3 separate regions of the Mus musculus genome follow, and all the other regions are linked to region 3. The links are chromatin contacts, called in public HiChIP or PLAC-seq maps. All regions are on one chromosome and are shown on one strand. Each heading gives the region's core, a stretch centred on a gene start, on an enhancer-like site or on the middle of the called end of the contact. The rest is flanking DNA. Distances are from core to core; before and after follow the strand shown. Region 1 overlaps Ubap2 (ubiquitin-associated protein 2). Region 2 overlaps Ubap1 (ubiquitin-associated protein 1). Region 3 holds the start of Dcaf12 (DDB1 and CUL4 associated factor 12).

Region 1 (2,958 bases), core at 453-2,952, 74 kb before region 3:
AGAACCAACATAAAAAGATGAGCATAACAAAAGTTTATAATCCTACCACTGACTTAGAAGGCAGAGGTAGGCAGATCTTTATAAGAACAGCTTGATCTACAAAGTGAGTTCCACACTAGTCAGGGCTACACAGTGAGACCCTGTCTCTACCAAGGCGTATGGGCTGGCATAATATGGCTCAGCAGGTTAAATGAGCCTGGTGATGTAGTTCAATCCTCAGAACACATATAAAGGTGAAAAGAGGGGACAACTCTACAAAATTGCCCTCCAAGCAGCATATGCAACCATGACATGCTTGTCTTCATGTGTGTGTGTGTGTGTGTGTGTGTGTGTGTGTGTGTGTGTGTGTGTGCCTGAGCTTACATTTTGTGCCTTCATGCACTGATAGACACAGACACACACACACAGACACACACACACACTTTACTTTTAAAAATAACATGTATCTGCCATCACAGCAGTGCTCATCACTCAAGAGTCAGGGAGGGAGGATCATGAGGCAGAAGCCAATCAAGCTACAAAGGCCCTGTCTCAAACTAAACAAAACCAGAAAGAAGAAAAAAATATTTATGTTTATACCTTAAGAAATTAAAGAGAGAACAGCAAACTAATACATCTAAGCAAATAGAAAAGAAGGAACAGAAGACAGAGGAACTAAAATAAATGAAGATTAGAAAGAGGGATGTCAACAAATTAGAACATAACTCCCAGCTGGGTGTGGTCACTTACACTCAATCCCAGCACTGCTGAGACAGAGAAGATGGATCTGATCAAATTCAAATCCATCCCAGGTTATGTACTGAGTTCCAAATCACCTGTGTTAAAGATTAAAATGCTATATTAAAAGGGGGGGAAGGGGGTGAAGGGAGCCTGGTCGACTGAGAGACTTCCAGGACAGCCATAGCTATACAGAGAAACCCCCATCTCAAAAAGAGGAGGAGGAAAAAGAAAAGAAAACGGGGAAAACGTGAGTCTTTAAGTTTCGGGGGGGGGGGGTCACTTTGCTTTGGTTTTTGGTGGTCCTCGAGACAGAACCCAGGGCTTTAGCAAGGTAGGTGGTCACTCTTCTTTTGAGCTAGCTTCTTTGCTACCTGTTCAAGAGTTGACTCATAGTTGAGGAGATGTCAATAAATACCCAGCTACAAAGACACAAGATTCAAGAGTAGTAATATTAGGAGTAAGAGAGAAGGGGCACAGTTACTGGAGAGACTGCAAAGCTTAATACATCCCTAACATCCCGTTACTGAAGGGGAGGGAGGGAGAAAGTGAGTTCAGAGACATCCTAGCACAAAGTAAGACCTTGCCTCAAACAAACGACAAAAATGAAAATTCGGGGTTTATGAAAGGAAACCTAGAACAAGTAAGTATGTGTCACCAAATTAGCCTAGATAAAATACAATACTGAAAAAGACACAAACTAGGGCCAAGGAGGGGGCTCGGCTAGTAAAAGCTCTAACCATACAACCGTGACACCTGACACCTTAGAGATATATGTAAGTTGTCAGGATGCAGGAGCATGTATCTATAACCTCAGCATGTCTACCAAAAGATGTGACTAGAGAATTGTTCCAGAAGATCAAAGACCAGCCAGCCTGCAATATGCTGACAGCAGGAACAAAAGAAACCCTACCTCAGCAAGGGAATAGACACCCAAACGTTGTCCTTTGACCTACAAACCACACTGTAGCTTGTAACTGTTCACACTTTAATCATAAAAAAAGCCACAAAGATGAATAGAAGAGGAATGGGGTCATCAACTACTATAAAGGGAGACTCGTAATAGATTAAGTAACTAAACTAGTCATCAAAACTTCCCAGAAAAGTGGAGCTTGGTGGTTTAGATCTGTAGCACTCATGAGGCTAAGGCAGGAGGATCTCATGTGTTTAAGGGCAACCTGGGCCACAGTGTGTCCCAGGCAAGCCTGATTTAACCCTAATTACACTTACAGCCTGATTTAAGACCCCATCTAGATAGATTTTTTTGGTTTTGGGGGTTTGTTTTTTCTTTTTTTTTTTTTTTTTTTTGGTTTTTCAAGACAGGGTTTCTCTGTGTAGCCCTGGCTGTCATGGAGCTCACTTTGTAGATCAGGCTGGCCTCAAACTCAGAAATCTGCCTGCCTCTGCCTCCCAAATGCTGGGATCAAAGGCATGCGCCACCACGCTGGGCCAGATAGATAGATAGATAGATAGATAGATAGATAGATAGATAGATAGATAGATAGATGGATGGATGGATGGATGGATGGATGGATGGATGGATGGACAGACGAACGGACGGATGGACAGACGGACTTACGGACGGACTTACGGACGGACAGAGGGAGGGAGGGAGGGAGGGAGGGAGGGAGAAGTTATTTCAACAACAAATTCTTCACAAACTCTCAAAACCAACATGGGACACTTTTCAACTCTATGCAAACCAGATTGTAGTAATACAAAAAAAACACATAAAAAAAGGATACTTTATCAATAAAAACAGCAACAAAACCCTATAAGCATCCTCATAGTCACAGAATGTACTTGACAAATTCAACTTTTTTTTTAAAGAAAGAAAAGGTCTCTCTAGATAGTCGTGGCTGCCCTGGAACACACTCTGTAGACCAGTCTGTCCTTGAACTCAGAGATCTGCCTGCCTCTGCCTCCTAAGTGCTGGGATATACCACCACAGCCTGGTCTATAAAATCCAACCTTTTTTTATTATAAAGACTATTCAACAATTTCAGCATGGAGGAGAAAACCCTTATCCTGATAAAAGGAACTACAGAAATTGACAATTGTAATACATAATGATGAAAGACACTAAAACATTTTCCCTAAGATCAAAATAAGCTGATGATACAAGCCTTTAACTCCACAGGTGCAGGTGGATCTGAGTTTGAGCCTAGTCTTATCTAAGGCGTGAGTTCCTGGACAGGCAGAGCTAGAGAGATCCTGTCAAAAGAGAAGAGGGTGGGGCAG
Region 2 (2,934 bases), core at 174-2,673, 73 kb after region 3:
GAGCTGAGCTGCCTTTGTGCCTTAGGCTTCATTATCAGAGGTGAACCAATCAGGTGATACTAGGGAGGTCCGGTGGCAGGGAGCAGCATGCTTGTAGCCATGCAGTAGACTGCCTAGGAGTCTAGCCTAGTATGGCTAATACTCCTTCCTTCCATCTTCACTGCAAAGGACAGCAGCTTTAGCAGGGAATGAAGCCAAGTTATGTGGTATGAGGCAAAGGTAAGTGCCCTCAAAATCCTGAGGCCCTGAGCTAGCCATGACCAGTGAGAGGCAAGAGTGAGACTAGGATAGTCAGTTACAGAGTAGCAATGTCTGCAGTGACTGAGTCTTAACCAAAATAGAGTTAGGGGCTAATGAAAGGACACAGAGAAATCTGCACAGCCCTCAAACATTCATTCTGTAGGTAGGTTCAGACTCAGAACTGATTTTCAAGTTACAGGGATCAGGGCATGGAATAGCATGTGCTGTCTGAACATGCAGGAACTGCGGGTGAGGGCTCCAAGGGTTGCTGGTGTTTCCTAGCTTTTCTTTTTGGCTGGTACTCAGTACCTCTCTTCTTTCCAACCCACAATGCCTGGACAGCAACCTGGGCCTCAACTCATCTTACCGTGATCTTGTTTTTCTATTGTCAGGTAACCCCTCTAAATTTCTCAGTGTCACAAGTGCCCAACATGCCTAGCTGTCCCCAGGCCTATTTGGAACTGCAGGCACTGTCTCCGAGTGAGCGGCAATGTGTAGAGACAGTAGTCAACATGGGCTACTCATATGATTGTGTCCTGAGAGCCATGAGAAAGAAAGGAGAGAATATTGAGCAGGTGAGGTGCTGGTCTGTAAGGTGTGGGTGGGGGAGCATGGTGACCTCAAGTTAGAGTTGTGATCTTGAGGTCCTCAAGTGCCTGCAACTCCAGCCTCCTCCCGTGTGGGTATGTGGAGCCTTGGGCTATCATCAGGGACCAGAAGTTGAACAGTAGTCCTTGAGAGTCTGAGAAAGCCTGGGGGGTGGGAGGGCTGGATCTGTTGTCATTATCCACCCCTTTGTACCTCTAGAGAGTACAAAACTGAGCATATGGTTAGATCTACACTTCTTTTTGAGATAGGGTCTTGTGTAGGCCAGGCTGCTCCGAACTGAGGTAGCTGAGGCTGGCATTGGACTCAGTCCTGACCGCTAGCATTACAGATATATCCCACTACTCGGCTTACCTCTAGAAACTTTTGTCATGGCTGTGCAGGACGCTGTGAATAGCATACTATAGTCCTCTGCCTTGGGGACATTTTCTGACATGCACTGTATTTTTCTAGAAGACTATTATCCTACTCTGGCTGAGCTGATCTTCTGGGTTGAGTCAGCTGTGACAGTACCTCCTTTGGGATGTGGCTGCTCATTTCTAGAAGGGCGTGCCGGTTTGTTTACCAAGTCATTATTGAGGTTATGCTGTGCTAGGCAGTCTGGGCCTGATAACTGGGGAGGGACAGGGAGGCAGCTTCACACAGATGGTCTAAAGCTCTCGACTCAGGAGTAACAGGAGGAGCTCAAGCCTTGTTTCTTTCCTTAGATTCTCGACTATCTCTTTGCACACGGACAGCTTTGTGAGAAGGGTTTTGACCCTCTTTTAGTGGAAGAGGCTCTGGAAATGCACCAGTGTTCAGAAGAAAAGGTAAGAACCTTTATGCATTCACAGGAGCAGAGTTGACTGCTGTACTCCCTGGCCCCTGCACTGCCTTTTCTTACTAGTCACTGTAGGCAGAAGCAGTCAAAGACAGACTCCAGTGTCCAGACAAGGAGTCTTGCATTTAGTATAGATAAAACATGGAGTTGAATCCCAGTGATAGGAAGGGGAAGTAGAGTTGCGCTAAAAGCCAGGCTTTTGGAAGACAGTGACTGTTGATAGTCTTTTTGCCTTCCCTTCTATCTAGAAAGCATACTTTAGGGGTTAAATACTTTGTCTTGGTGGGAATATTCATGTGGGCAGGAGCTCGTCCAGAGGTCAGCAAGTGAATTGTTACTTTCGAGGGAACCTTAAAGACCCATGGGACTGCTTGAAGGAGGCAGAATCTTCACCTGCAGTATACACCTACATTCAGCTGCTCTGCGTGGCTCAACTCTTTCTGAAAAAAATTTGTTCTCCTTTATCCCATAGATGATGGAGTTTCTTCAGTTAATGAGCAAATTTAAGGAAATGGGCTTTGAACTGAAAGACATTAAGGAAGTTTTGCTATTACACAACAATGACCAGGACAATGCTCTGGAAGACCTCATGGCCCGGGCTGGAGCCAGCTGAGACCTGGCCCTGCTACGGCCCTGCCACAGCACCACCATTCCCCAAGGAGGCTCTGCACAGCTCACTTGTGGGGAAGACGGGACATGCTTCCAGATTTTCTTTGGGGGTTAGAAGGTCGGATGTGGAGTTGACACTTGTTAGTCTCTGTGAGCCCAGGCCTGAGCTGGGGGAAAGTAGGAAGATTTGGGCATATATGCTCTCTATTGGTTCCTTCCATATTAAACATACCTGTGTTTTGAGAAGTGTCCTTCCCACTTTGGGCTTTCAGAAGGAATACTTGGTTCTTTCTGGGGTCTCTAATGTTCTCAGCCAAAACCTGGCCTGGCTACCAAGAAGAGTGGGAAGACAGGAGGAGCAGACTGCTGCTGTTTTGGGGCTAGATCCTTTCCTCTCCTCTCTGCTGCACCACTGTCAGACTGGGCTCTAACCCAAGTGGAATGCAACTGAGAGGGTCTTCCTGGGCCCGCCTTCCCCGACAGCCCTAGTGTTACACTGGTTCTGGAGTGTCTCTGCGGTACAAAGATGCACTTTTCTTCATGGGGCAAAGTCTGCCTCTTCTGCCAGGCAGTTCCCATTTGCCCCTGTCCAGACTGTTTCTTTTGGCTTAGACCATAATCCTCTGCTGCCCGGGGCATTGGAGCCCCTGTGCTAGGAA
Region 3 (2,788 bases), core at 90-2,589:
TCGGGATTTACACAATCAAACATTTAACAGAAGATTTGTAATCCAGAAAGTACAGTTTAACTCGGCTAGCACTGAAATAAGGCTCTCATAATGAAGACTACTTAGAAAATGGATAAACAGGGCAAAAAAAAGTTAACTAAACCTTTGAGGAAAGTGGAGGGCTCAGAAATAACATATACCCAGGTGTCCTTGATAGTTACGAAATGAAGTCCATATTACAGAACCCACCTGGGCTGCACTTCTACCCAGCCCCCTTCTCCCTCTCCGCCTGTGCACCCCGTAGAGCATAAAGAGTATAGCTCAAAGAGCCAGACTGGGGTCTCGGATCTTCCAGGGATGTACAGTCAATGGCCGCTCATCTGACTCCGCGCGACTTGCGCTGCGGGCAGTTTTAGAATTCGAAAAATCAAATACCAACGGGGTAACCTGCGTCGGAATCCCAAGTCCAAGAGGCCTTCCTCTCCAAAGGGGGCAATATAGAGATGACACCTGGTGTTTCTTCTAGATGTCTAAAGAGCCAAAGGGGCCTGCACCCAGTTTAGGAGATGGTTTCCTTGATAAGAGACCATCGGCCCTTATTCCTAGTGCCACTGGAAGGTCCACTTCAATCTCCTTCCCAGTAACTTCGGAAGGTCGGTCTTACTTCCGATTCCCCTTGTCTTCATTTTCTCCTCCCTCCAGGAACGAGGAGGTCCTGAAGCTCTCTATCCCTAGCTGCTGACTTCCAGCGGAAGGCGTCATTTTGTAGTTTTCTTTTGGCTCCTCACCCTTCCGGCCCGCCTGCTCGCCAGTACACTGCAGAAGGACCGGTCACTGCTCTACAGTCCCGGCTCCGGTTCTCGTCCCGCCCTGGCCCCAGGTTCCTGAACCCAGCTGGAACGCCCTAAGCCCCTGCTAGGTGATGACCCAGACCTGTGAGCCCTCACCTGCGGGCCCTGAGCGTCGCTCCCGGCTCCTGGCGAGGCAGACGCTTTCCGCTTCCTGCTAACTGCTTTCCGGGCCATAGTGGGCAGCGCCGCCGTGGCCCCGCAGCCACATGAGGCGGAGAAGGCAAGGGGCGGCAGGGCGACGGGTCATGAACCGGGCCCTGGGGCCGCGCGCTTTCGAGCGCCCGGCCCGGAAAATGGCTCGGATCCCGGGCAGCAGTCGATCAAAATGAGGCGCGTAAATGGAAGAAGGGAAAATCCGGGTTGGGAAAGGGGAAGGGGAAGGGAAGGGGAAGGAAAAGCAGGAACAAGCAGCTTTCCTACCGCCGTGTCTGGAAAGGACGGCGAGCGGCGAGAACCAAAACACCCCCCTCCCACTCGCCCGCGCCCCGTCACTCCTGCGCAGCCGCACATAGCAGCACGTCGCCACGGAGACACCGCCCAGACCAGCAGGGCGGGACTTAAGCGCAGCAAGGAGAATTGATGTCCTCGGAGAACTTCCGCTTGCCTCTTGCCAATGGCGGTTAAGCTGTGGCCAAAGGAATCCAGCCTTCTGTCGGGACATTTCCGACCTCAGCCAGCTCATCCTCTGGCATGCGGAAGTAAGCATGAGCTGCCTGGCTGCGGGACCAATCTTGAACCTGTAACCATCATGGTAGGATTAAAGATATTCTAGACACCCTGATTGCCAGATTGCAATCAGACTATTAAAACACTGGACTCTAAGAAATTGCAGTTTTCCTGGGAGAAGGAAAGGACAAGGGCACAGATGCCAGCCAATAGAGGAACTTGACTCCAGGAAAGATAGATCACAGTTGGGAAAACTTGTCAGACTACCTTCCCAGAGAAACTGGGCGAACAGATGATGGATGCGACCACACCTTGCCGACGACTGCTTACTTAAGCATAGCTGTTGCCTTTAAGCCTAAACAAACCACACGTCAGCCCCTAAGATGGACTAGGATAAGAGAATGTCCCGTCGTTGTTCTTTCCAATGAGACCGAGTTAACACCTTTCTTCAAGTTTCCCCTTACACTTTGTCTTTTAGTTGGCCTGTTGAGAATGAGTTAAGGCTGCTAGGGCCCAGGTTCTGACCCTTCCTTATACCTCAGAAGACGTTTCTTAATCCTGTAACTAGTAGCCTCACATTTAGCACTTTCCCCCAACATTCTCACAAACTGTCAATGGGCACAAAAGATTAGACACTTTAAGGAAGGCAGAGAACCCCACATCACACTCCTTCAAGATGGATTCAGGGTAGGAAGGCAGCAGTATGGTCAGATTTTTGCCACATCAAAGTACCAGAGCTAACGCAGGCTGCCTCACATGCCTGTTGGCACAGGTCTCCCCACACATACGGAGTCCCCAGATTCCATTCTCCACTTCTTTACTCTCCAGCTCCCTGTCTATTTTGACTCCTGTCTAAACCTCAAGTCACTTTTCCCCTTCTTTTATTTATTCCTTTTCTTTCTTTCCTTTTTTTTTTGAGACAGGGTTTCAGTGTATAGTCTTGGCTGGTCTGGAACGCAGCATGTTATATAAATCAATCTGGCCTCAAAAGTTATAGAGCTCCACATGCCTCTGCCTCCCCAGAGCTGAGTTAAAGGTGTGTGCAACCACATCTAATAAGTCACTTTCTTTCATAAAATGCCACCCTTTTTAGGTCTGCAAGGTCAAAGTCACACTGTCCTTGTGCTTCAGCAAATAGACCCATCGCTGTAATTCATGCCATTGCCTGCCTTTCTCTCGGAGCCCAGCCTTGATCTCCATTAAGGAGTGAAATCTTGAACCACAGAAAAGAGAGTGGTCATTTTTGGCATGTCCGGTTTGGACTGGCACCAGTCACCAAACAAAGCGGGATC

Evidence for each region. HiChIP or PLAC-seq counts read pairs in DNA pulled down with a chosen protein or histone mark.
Region 1: a BATF HiChIP or PLAC-seq map of CD8 T cells shows a contact between it and region 3, with 6 read pairs. The contact joins the enhancer-like site here to the promoter of Dcaf12 in region 3. A contact is called at or near these places in 1 of 39 promoter capture datasets (second pharyngeal arch cranial neural crest), 1 of 484 Hi-C or Micro-C datasets (nephron progenitors), 3 of 115 datasets of contacts at active chromatin or transcription factors (CD8 T cells and embryonic stem cells) and 4 of 9 other capture datasets (adipose tissue, embryonic stem cells, liver and 1 more).
Region 2: an H3K4me3 HiChIP or PLAC-seq map of bone marrow-derived macrophages shows a contact between it and region 3, with 4 times the contacts expected there. The contact joins the enhancer-like site here to the promoter of Dcaf12 in region 3. A contact is called at or near these places in 11 of 39 promoter capture datasets (the C10 cell line, the HPC-7 cell line, cancer-associated fibroblasts and 8 more), 5 of 15 datasets of contacts at CTCF or cohesin (CD8 T cells, the G1E-ER4 cell line, the NIH/3T3 cell line and 2 more), 106 of 484 Hi-C or Micro-C datasets (3T3-L1-derived adipocytes, the AML12 cell line, the AtT-20 cell line and 68 more), 32 of 115 datasets of contacts at active chromatin or transcription factors (the 230-238 cell line, the HPC-7 cell line, the NIH/3T3 cell line and 24 more) and 7 of 9 other capture datasets (adipose tissue, bone marrow-derived macrophages, embryonic stem cells and 4 more).

What each region holds. Positions count from the first base shown.
Region 1 is chr4:41,239,454-41,242,411 of GRCm38.p6, forward strand. The region is part of intron 2 of Ubap2 (ubiquitin-associated protein 2); the gene reads right to left. Among named protein-coding and RNA genes, the nearest start is that of Gm24837, 29 kb to the left of the region's middle. Within about 2 kb of position 1,703, at least 17 of the 459 cell types and tissues checked have an H3K27ac peak or open chromatin away from gene starts, as enhancers often do. A contact at or near this core is called in CD8 T cells, where this site is marked.
Region 2 is chr4:41,386,543-41,389,476 of GRCm38.p6, forward strand. Ubap1 (ubiquitin-associated protein 1) reads left to right here. Exons shown (of 7, transcript NM_023305.3): 5 at 633-815; 6 at 1,554-1,655; 7 at 2,139-2,934. The coding sequence ends at 2,279. Among named protein-coding and RNA genes, the nearest start is that of Ubap1, 39 kb to the left of the region's middle. Within about 2 kb of position 1,424, at least 72 of the 459 cell types and tissues checked have an H3K27ac peak or open chromatin away from gene starts, as enhancers often do. A contact at or near this core is called in the C2C12 cell line, the G1E-ER4 cell line, adipose tissue and 14 more, where this site is marked.
Region 3 is chr4:41,313,562-41,316,349 of GRCm38.p6, forward strand. Dcaf12 (DDB1 and CUL4 associated factor 12) reads right to left here and starts at 1,340. Exons shown (of 9, transcript NM_026893.3): 1 at 927-1,340. The coding sequence starts at 1,004. Gm46891 (predicted gene, 46891) reads left to right here and starts at 781. Exons shown (of 2, transcript NR_168697.1): 1 at 781-2,788.